Linked DNA regions of Hordeum vulgare: region 2 is linked to region 1. A link is a contact called in public Hi-C data. All regions are on one chromosome and are shown on one strand. Each heading gives the region's core, a stretch centred on a gene start, on an enhancer-like site or on the middle of the called end of the contact. The rest is flanking DNA. Distances are from core to core; before and after follow the strand shown. Region 1 has its middle 29 kb from the start of LOC123398249. Region 2 holds the start of LOC123452135 (organic cation/carnitine transporter 7-like).

What was found. A called contact is a pair of places that touch in the nucleus more often than the background predicts.
Region 2: a Hi-C map of leaf shows a contact between it and region 1, with 2.8 times the contacts expected there. The contact joins the promoter of LOC123452135 here to the enhancer-like site in region 1. A contact is called at or near these places in 2 of 6 Hi-C or Micro-C datasets (leaf and seedling).

What each region holds. Positions count from the first base shown.
Region 1 is chr5H:522,406,261-522,411,043 of MorexV3_pseudomolecules_assembly, forward strand. No RefSeq gene overlaps it. Among protein-coding and RNA genes, the nearest start is that of LOC123398249, 29 kb to the right of the region's middle. Within about 2 kb of position 1,866, at least 2 of the 3 cell types and tissues checked have open chromatin away from gene starts, as enhancers often do. A contact at or near this core is called in leaf, where this site is marked.
Region 2 is chr5H:522,543,087-522,547,869 of MorexV3_pseudomolecules_assembly, forward strand. LOC123452135 (organic cation/carnitine transporter 7-like) reads right to left here and starts at 2,147. Exons shown (of 6, transcript XM_045128727.1): 1 at 1,950-2,147; 2 at 852-1,280; 3 at 544-781. The coding sequence starts at 1,108.

The DNA of each region.
Region 1 (4,783 bases), core at 616-3,115:
CAAAACCGTAAAACCTAAAGTAAGCAAAAAGAATATCGCTTTAAAAAAGCCCGGGGACTATATCACGGTCTGAGCGAGTCTTCCTTACGTCTCGGTGCCATATTTGGTGTTTTCTTCCGTTCACTTAATTTCAATTGCGTTCGGTCTTCGTTAGCTGGGTTGGTGTTTTTTCTTTAAATTACAATTTTTTGTTTTGTTTTTCTTTGTTTTTTCAACTTTCTTTCGTTTCATTCACAATTTTATTTGGTTTCCTGTTTTCTTTGCTTTCCCAATGGTTTTCTTTGTTTCTTCTCGGTTTTCACTGGTTTTGTGTCTTTTTTGTTCCATTCTTGTTTTTTTTCTTTTGTCCTCACCTTTCCTTGGGTTTTATCTATTTCCCTGTTTTTTCCTGGTTCTTTTGGTTTCATTCATTTGCAGTTTTGCACTGGTTTTTACGGCTTTGTATTCTTTTATTTTTTCCAATGGTTTTCTTCGTTTCTCTTTTTGTTTTATACACCCTCCGTCTTAAAATAAGTGCCATAAATTTAACATTAAATTAGTATAAATTTTATACTAGAACAACTACATTTATTTTGGGACGGAGGGAGTATTTTCTTGTTCAACATGTGTTCATTGTTTTTCAGTACAGATTCAACATAAGTATTACATCATATTTTTTTCTATACATACATTTAACATTTTTGAAATACATGATTCACATTTTTTGGATTCTTATTTTTTTCATACACATTGTACATTTTTTGTATATGTCCAAAACACGTTTAACATCTTTCAAATACAAGTTCAATATTTACTGAATACCTGGTCAACATTTTTTCTATATATAGTTAATATATTTTTGAATTCTTGATTAACATTTTTCAAGTGCAGTATTAATATTTTTGAACAGATGATCAATATACTGGGTTGGCCTGGACTGGTCACGGGCCTGCACATACACTTCCAACTTCTGCTGGAAACAACTTTGTCACCCGTAAAAAAAAAAACTTTGTCGAACTATCTTTCCCTACAAAAAGACTTTGTTAAATACCCATACAAAAATGTCAAAACGAAGCAGTGTGTATGCACTTAAAAAAAGGAAAAAGAAAATCAAAGCAGTGTGTATTTCACTCAGTAGTCTATACATGATTAAACAGTCCATATTACTGATCAACAATAAAGATTAAGCAGTCTACTCCCTTTGTTTGTTTGTTTTTTGAATAAAAGGGGTTCCCCCCTGCTCCATTTCATTGATAATGAAGCCACAACTTATCAGTTTTACAGCCCAAAGTGCAAACACCAAAATAACATGAAATCCCAGGAACCATTACGAACTACCGAAGTCCAACAACAGAATGTAAATACAAATCATTTCTGGCGTTTAATTAAAGAATATATAAAAAATAAAATAAATAAATCTACACTATATATATATATATATATATATATATATATATATATATATATATATATATATATATATATATATACACATTCGTATGTAGTCCGTAGTATAATCTATAAAAAACTTATATTTATGTACGAATGGAGTGTATAGTAGCTCCCGAAGTCCTCTGCATAAGGGCTTGTTCTGCTGACAGGGAGGGATTGAGTTTCTTCGGACCTGCAGGGATTAAATTTCTTGTAAATGAAAATCCCCCTTAGACCTCTCCAATCTCTTTCAACCCCTTTGGCGAGGGGATTAACAAACGGCATTATCATGCTTGGTGAATCACATATTCAAAAGCGTATCGTGGAGACATGCAATGCTTTTTTACTGTAGCTGTCAACGTGCTACCACAGCTTACCATTTCGCAAACACAGCGTGGACAGGGTAAGCATCGAGGGAGGAACACGAACACATGCTGCAGCAGCAAGCTGAAAAAGCTTTACCTGTCCTCGGAAGCAGAAGTAGTACTGTACCTGGAAAGTGATCCCGGAGCTGTGTCCACGGGGCGGGAGGCTGTCACAGCATCAACCAACCACGCATCGCTGTCGTCCAGTCAATCACCAGCGCATCATCATCTTACCTTGACATCCAAGTGACCAAGCGGTTTGGAAAAACAAAAACCTCTCTCGCGCCGAATTGCCCTTCCTCAACTCCCGTGGCAAAGCCGTTTGGGAAAACAAAAACAAGAAATCTCTCTCGCGCCAATGTGGAAACCAAGAAGGCTCGAGAGGGGGAAACGACGAACTCAACTCCAAGTGATATGATATCTGCAACCGCTTGCACATTCCGGCCGGAGAGAGGTTTTTTTTTTAGAAAAGGAGGCCGAGCGCCGGCCTCTGCATCGAGTGATGCATGCAACCATCTTTATTACTTATTCAACAAAGGTCTGACAAGTACATACATCAAACCATCCGAAGCCCCCTCTCACACCTACATACCGTGATAATGTGGAGTGCTCTCACTCCCTATATCTAAATCCGGTGTCGTCTTCGATCCATCCACATAACGTATCGGAACTCACAGCCGGTGCACCAGACCTAAAGCGGACACCACATGCACATGTTTTAGAAGCCGCCATCATCCTCGAACCGTTGAACCATCTTCAGGAAAGAGATCCGCATAATCCTTGTCAGTCCAGCCATCCGTCGACGCCACCATGACGCCCAACGGCACCACCTCCCCGCGCTCGTCCATCCAAACGCGAAGGCTCGGTAAGATCTGTCGTGCGTAGCACCTGCCGACCAGGCATGACAAAGCGTAGCACCTGTCGGCCAGGCATAACATGACATCACCACTGAAGCTCCGTGCAGGACGAAGACGCTCCACCTCCTGCCACCGTCTTCCAGCACTGCTCCACAAACGATGCTCCCTAGAGAGGAACGACACCGCAATGCCGCCATCGTCCGATCTGGAAAACCAGATCCTAGGGTTTCCGGAGTAGGACGAGTGGATCAACAGTAGTTACAGAACGAAGCATTCATCAAGGAAACGGCTTAGAAAGCCGCCATCGTTCGCCGCCGGCACGGTTTTCACCGGCAACCATGTCTCCCCACCATCAGACCCGTCATCCCCGGCGGAGGGGACGCCGCCACCACCATGGTCCCAGGTAAGCCGTCGCCGTCGGCACCGCCAAGACCGGATTAGATCCGGCCACCAAGCACCAGGAAAAGGCACCCGGAACCAGGCTGGCGCGGTGGATGAGGCTGGATTACCAGGCGGCTCGGCCCCGAGAGCTGAAGCCGCCGCCGCCCCGGGCGCCGCCGTCCAGGCTCTGGAACCCAGGCGCCACCAGGAGCCGCCGGCCGAAGTCACCACCGTCCCGTGGGCCGTCGTCCAGGCCTGAGATCCCCGCTGCCACCGGTAGCCGCCGTCCCTGGAACGAAGCTGCCGCTCCGGGAACCGCTGCTCCGGGAACCGCCGCCGTCAGGCGCAAGATTCCCGCCGCCCCGGGAACCGCCGCCGTCCAGACGCAGGGTCCCTGCCGCCATCTTCATCAAGGCTACAAGCCAGTGCCGTGGCTCCCTCTGGCAGCGACGGAGGAGAGGGAGAGAGGGGAAAAACGCGGCGGGGACGGTGCTAGGGTTTCCCCGAGTCGCCAGGTAGGATGCGAGGCGGGGGCACCTATATCCATCAGTTGTGCGGTATAATTAAATAAAGACCTGCATCGGTCGATCAATCAATCACATCATGCATCACAGTATCACCTTACCATCAGATGGATGGATGGCTGCCGCATTAAGCCTGCCAACTCCACAGTGTGTTTGCTGGTGAGTGGTGAGCCCTTTCGTAATGGACGACCAGTGGACAACATTAGCGTTGGACGGAGAAAGATTCTCAAGTTGCACTTGCTGAACCCATTGATTAGCAGAGTATCCACCGGCCGCTAATGAACGAACGCTACCTTTTTAGCCGTCGATCTCCGGCGCCAGCCACCAGCGGCTACTACCTAGCTAGCGGGTTGATCGACGTCGACAGGCTCAGCGTCCAAACCGGAAACAGGTTCTTCAGGAAGTGTCCAGCGACATGCACATCTCATTCTCATAGGGTTTTCCTCGCGACAGGCTTTTCTCATAAGGTTATATTATCGTCCATGCGCTTATCGATCGATCATATCATTTCGTACGGTGCATCATCAACTCATCATAGTACCACCAAGTCTGCAAGAAAGTAAAACCGGCCACATCATATCTCCAACTCTGCAAGAAAGTAAAAGCCGCACAAACGTCACCGTAGCCCGTTCACAGGGGGGAGAAGTCGTGGCATCGTACTCCGTCGTACCAGGGAAGAAATCAGCTTTTCTAGAAGACTTGAACGTCTCGTTTAACAATTACGTGGACTTCCGTTTCGATTAACAAGGGGGTGAAAGCAATGGTGGGCTGCATTACGAGATCACGACGACAAAGTGGTCTGCATTAGTTGTATATTGCCGGCGAATCCATCAATCAATAATTTAAGTATATTTGGATATATTATTATACTGATGCTGAATGAAGGGAGCAGTAAATAAAAGAAACAATTCTTGTTTGTTGAACGCCTCGTGAAAACAGATGTCCATTGTCGCTGGCCAAGTTTGACGGGACCAGGTGTGCACACTAAGTGTTCACGAGGACCAAGACCAACCATGGACAGCAGGTAGGTGTTGATCATCTGATGCTGGGGTGGCACGGCATGCAAGAGCATGGAATGTGATCGGTTTGCTGGAGTGGCAATTATTGGACGAGGACCATGGAGGGTCGTTCTCACCAAATGCTACTTGATCTTCCAGGACATTCTCGTGTTCTAGATGCTTAGCTTCAAGCGCATTGCCCATTTGGTCAAGCAACAATGACTTTAGCAAAGGGAAACAACTTTATA
Region 2 (4,783 bases), core at 897-3,396, 140 kb after region 1:
AGTGAAAGAACCAACACAAATTCACTTCTACATACATTTGTAAGCACCCAACCTGAATAAACAGTGAAACACATATCTTCTTTCAGTTGACACACTTAGTATTTGTGGTGTCTCTTTATCTAAATATAGCTGTCGTTTCAGAAACCTGCTTTGTCATGCGAAAGTGTCCTTCTCAGCTCAAGTTCATACGAGCTCGTTGTGAACAATAAAATCAGAAAATTAAAAAAAAACTGAAATTTGTTATGGTGCTACCGATTCTAGCGTCATATTTTGTGGGAGTGCCCAGAATCGCCAGAAGCGAGGTTTGCACGCGATTTTCGATTGCACTACCGATTCTAGCTATTCTCTGATGATTTTAGACAATCAAATCGAGTTCTTTTAAGCTTTTGATTTTTCAAACCTAGAATCAATCGAGCGAAAAGAACTGGGCCATATCTTCTTTCTATTTCTACCTTACAAAATGCATTATGGAAACAAATTTTAGAATGAAAATGTAAAAGGTATATAATTCACAACATTAATGGGCCACAAAATCTGCCATACCCATGCAAGTGAAGCCTCCAAGATAGTGCCGATAGTCCAAAAAAGCGAAAAGAGAACAACGCAAGTGCCACGATTTTGCGCAGGAACAAACTCCAAAAACCAAGATGAGAACACATGGCCACCGCCCACTCCCACGCCAACGAGAAACCGAAGAGCCATCAAACATAAATAGTTGGGAGACCAAGCACTTAAGAAACCCATTCCGCTAGTGAACAGAGCTGAAAACAGCAAAACGGTCCTGAAACAAGAAAAATTCCCATTCAGAATTGCGTGTACTAAAAAAAGCAAGGCACGGAAGTGCTTCATACCTTCGACCATATCTGTCAGAAACAAAGCCCCAAGCAAGTGAACCGATTAGCATTCCAGCAAAGACCACACTTGAGAGTAGGCTCTCATCTTGGGCAGATACTTTCCACTCCTCCCGAACCAATGGTCCGACAAATGACAGCAGATTGAGCTCCATGGCTTCTACAACCCAACCCATTCCTGCATAAGCAAGAACAAGCCCCTGGAATTTGCCAAAACCCATGGCTGAAAGCGCGTCATCCGTGGTGTATGTTTCCATGCTGTCAGCGTCTTTTGGTTAATCGGTAGTATCACAGGAAAGTCTCTAACAAACTTTTGGCCAAATAAGTCTCTTTAGTATGCCCCATGTAGAAATAATCCTTCGTAGAGACCAAAAGTATAACCAATATGACTTGCTGCATACATCAAGATCAAGGGTTCAGACTTCAGACCTGAAAGGCAAAAGCATGTTCAGTATGTTCGTGCAAGATGAAGCATACAGTAGTGATTAATGAATCTAGAATGACCAGAGCACGTGCTCTTCCTCGAATGCAAGACGGGTTGCAAAGCGAGTAAAATGATGAACTCATTCTTGTCAGACTGTGTCCACATGTCGCTTACATGAAAACTACTCTACGTACGTACAGCTGAAACCCAAAATAAATGTAGCTAGTATGCATGTTGCCGTATATTCAGATGTGAGCAGATTAATGAAACTAGCTCTTTCTGCCACCACTGCCGAAGGTCAACGCGAATATATTCATTCAACAACGAAGCAAGTGCCGTATATCCAGATGAGAGCAGATCCGGCCTGCTGCAGGAACAAATTCATCGTACGAAAAGCATGTGACTGAAAGTCTGAAACTGCTGCACACTTGACACTAAATAGGAGGAGGAGCACCTCACTGTAGGATCTACTCGTAACGCTCAAGAGGAGGAGGCGGGGAAACCAATCAGCCGGGGTCGCTGTAGTCAGACGGACCACAGCGCCCCACAACACCCAGCGGTTAAGTCTGAACAGAAATTGATTTGGTACCCACGGCCGCGGGCAGCATAGAGATGGACGAGTTGGGAACCAATCGAAATTCAACGGCAAGGGGTTGTCAGAAGGAGGAGCGAACCGTGGATGGGGGTGCCGGGAGAGGAAAGCGTCAGCGGCGGGCGGCGGCCGGTGGCGGGTGGGGAACGGCCCTGTGCTTGGTTTGGCTGGTTGGTGGTTGCTTCGTTCCATGGCACCACAGCGGCGGCTGGAACAGATTTCGTTTCTAGTGTTCGATGGAGTGAAGGAACGAGCCCGACGACGACGTATGCGACCGGTTCCAGGCCCATGCTCGCCACACTGCATACGCCACTCAGAGTAAATAACACTGCATACGCCACTCAGACTATCCACAATAAAAAATAACATATATTCCTTCCGTTCCAAAAAAATTGTATTTTTTACATATGAATGTATCTGAGGTGTTAGGGCAACTCCAACAGGGCGATCAAAATGGACGGTTGATTTGTCTGCTTTTCGTCCGTTTGGGTCGTCCGTCGGCCTGTCCGTTTCTTTTTATAAAATGGATCGGCACATGCGTCCAACGGGAAGCAAGTGGCCAGCAACATTGTAGTATTATAATAATAGGAGAGAGGTGGGTGGGAGTGAGCCAGCGAATTAAATAAGTTGATAGAGGTGGGTGGGTGGTTGTGTGACAAGTAGGCCAGGCCGGCCACATGCAGACACAGAGAGGGCGTGCGCGCGTCCGTTTCGTGTCCGCGTTGACGCATTTCAGTCCTAAATTTGAGTCAGAAATGGGTCGACGCGGACGCAAAGCGGACGCGTTTTGGAAATGGGTTCGCGCATTGGGCTATCACTTTTGTCCGCGCGGATCCAAACGGACGACGACAGACGAAATGGATCGCCCCATTGGGGTTGCTTTTAATATTTAGATACATCCATTTATAGACAAACGTAAATATGTATATGTATACGCCACTCAGACTATCCACAATAAAGTATGTATATGTCTACTAGTCATGTTAGTATTTATATACTCCCTCCTTTCCGGTTTATATGGCTCATCTCAAAAATTTCATATTTTCATTATACTATGCTCATTTTGAGTCTAATTGAGTTAAAGTGCTTTGAGTCTCATATGCAAGCGCTCATATGTTACTAATAAACATATACATTCATACACCACTCAGATTATTCACAAACATATACTCGCTCCGTTAAATATTTGTTTTTCTAGATATTCCACTATAGATTACATATGAATGTATACAGACATAACTTAGAGTGTAATTTCATTCATTATGCTCCGTATCTAGTCCGTCGTTAAATCTCTGAAAAGACAAATATTTAGGAACGAAAGGTGTACATATGTATATTCATATTTACGCCACTCGAAGTAAATAACACTGCATACGCCACTCAGACTATCCATAATAAAAAATAAAATATACTAGTAAATATGCATATGTTTTTTATAAACATGTATATATTTTTAGTCTAAGTTACTATCTTTATAATGGATAATAACCTAGAGATGATAACATAAAGATTTTTATTTATTAGTTTATAGACTCATTTTGTTTTTTAACACAGTATAGATGCAAGCGGTCATATACACGCATACACTCACTCATGTGAACACACCCGCATATCCTACCCTGATGAGCACTTTCGAAAAACTGAACCGGTATATCATCTTGAAATTTACGAAGTCACCATATACGTCTTGATATATGTCATGTTACTCATAATATGAGTAGTTAACTATGTTACTTAATATATTTTTATTAATTAGCTATCACATTATTATTATTTTTTGCTTATGTAACATCCATGCTATTGTTTGTGTTACTCCCACTGTAAAAAGTCTCAACCACCAGCCCCTATAAGTTCATTTTCATTTGTATTTTTCTGGATTGTCTGCTCCATTTTGTCTACCGGCCGGGCAGGAAGCATCTTATTATGTACCATACTAATTAAGCATATCCTTGGCAGGCATGATGTACCATACTAATTAAGCATATCCTTGGCAGGCATGTTGTCCTACAAAATGCCACTCTCCTGTCCACACTACTTATCTATCCCTACTAATAAAACACCTATTGCGTTTGTGGTACGTCATTAAAATTGCCTCCAAAATTCTTTAATATTATCCACCAATGCCACCTATAAGTTATAAAAAAGGTTTTGCAGGGAATCCTGGCATGGGCCGGTCCAAGAATAGAGACCAACTATACTACGTTCTGCTCGCTGGAAAATAAACAGCACGTCCATTTGGGCCAGCCCATGGACGAGGGCCTGTTTTTTGAGTTTTTAATTATTATTTATCTGTTCCTTTTTATTTTTTTTAATTCAAATAAATAAAAAAACATTCGAAATTCAAAAATTATATTCACATAAATATTTGATAAAACATAAAATGTTTGCAAATTCAAAAATTGTTCGGGATTTTTGTAAAAAAATTGCATATTAAAAAAATCGTAATTTTGGATAAAATATTCGTGAATAAAAAAAAGTCCATCATTTTTAGCAATTTCTTTAGTGCAATTAAAAAAATGTTTGATAATTAAAAAAATGAATTATTCACCAATTCACAAGAAAATACTTGAAAACAGTTTGTAATATATAATATTATTTGGAATTTTACAGAAATGTTTATAAATAGTAAAAAATGTTCTTGATTTTAAAAATGTTCCCAAATTTGTAAAAATATTCACGAATGATCGAATGTATGCAGTTCAACAGTAATGCTTCTGAGTATTTCAGATTATATACCTGACTAAATTTTAAAGAATTAATTGTCATGGTGGATCGGAATATTATACTATATTCTAAAAAACTGTTTCTTTAAATTCAAAAGAATTGTTTGAGTTACCAACTTTTTTGACAACCATGATATTTTTTAAAAAATATGAACATTGTTTCAACTTGTGAATTGTGAATAAAATTTAAAAA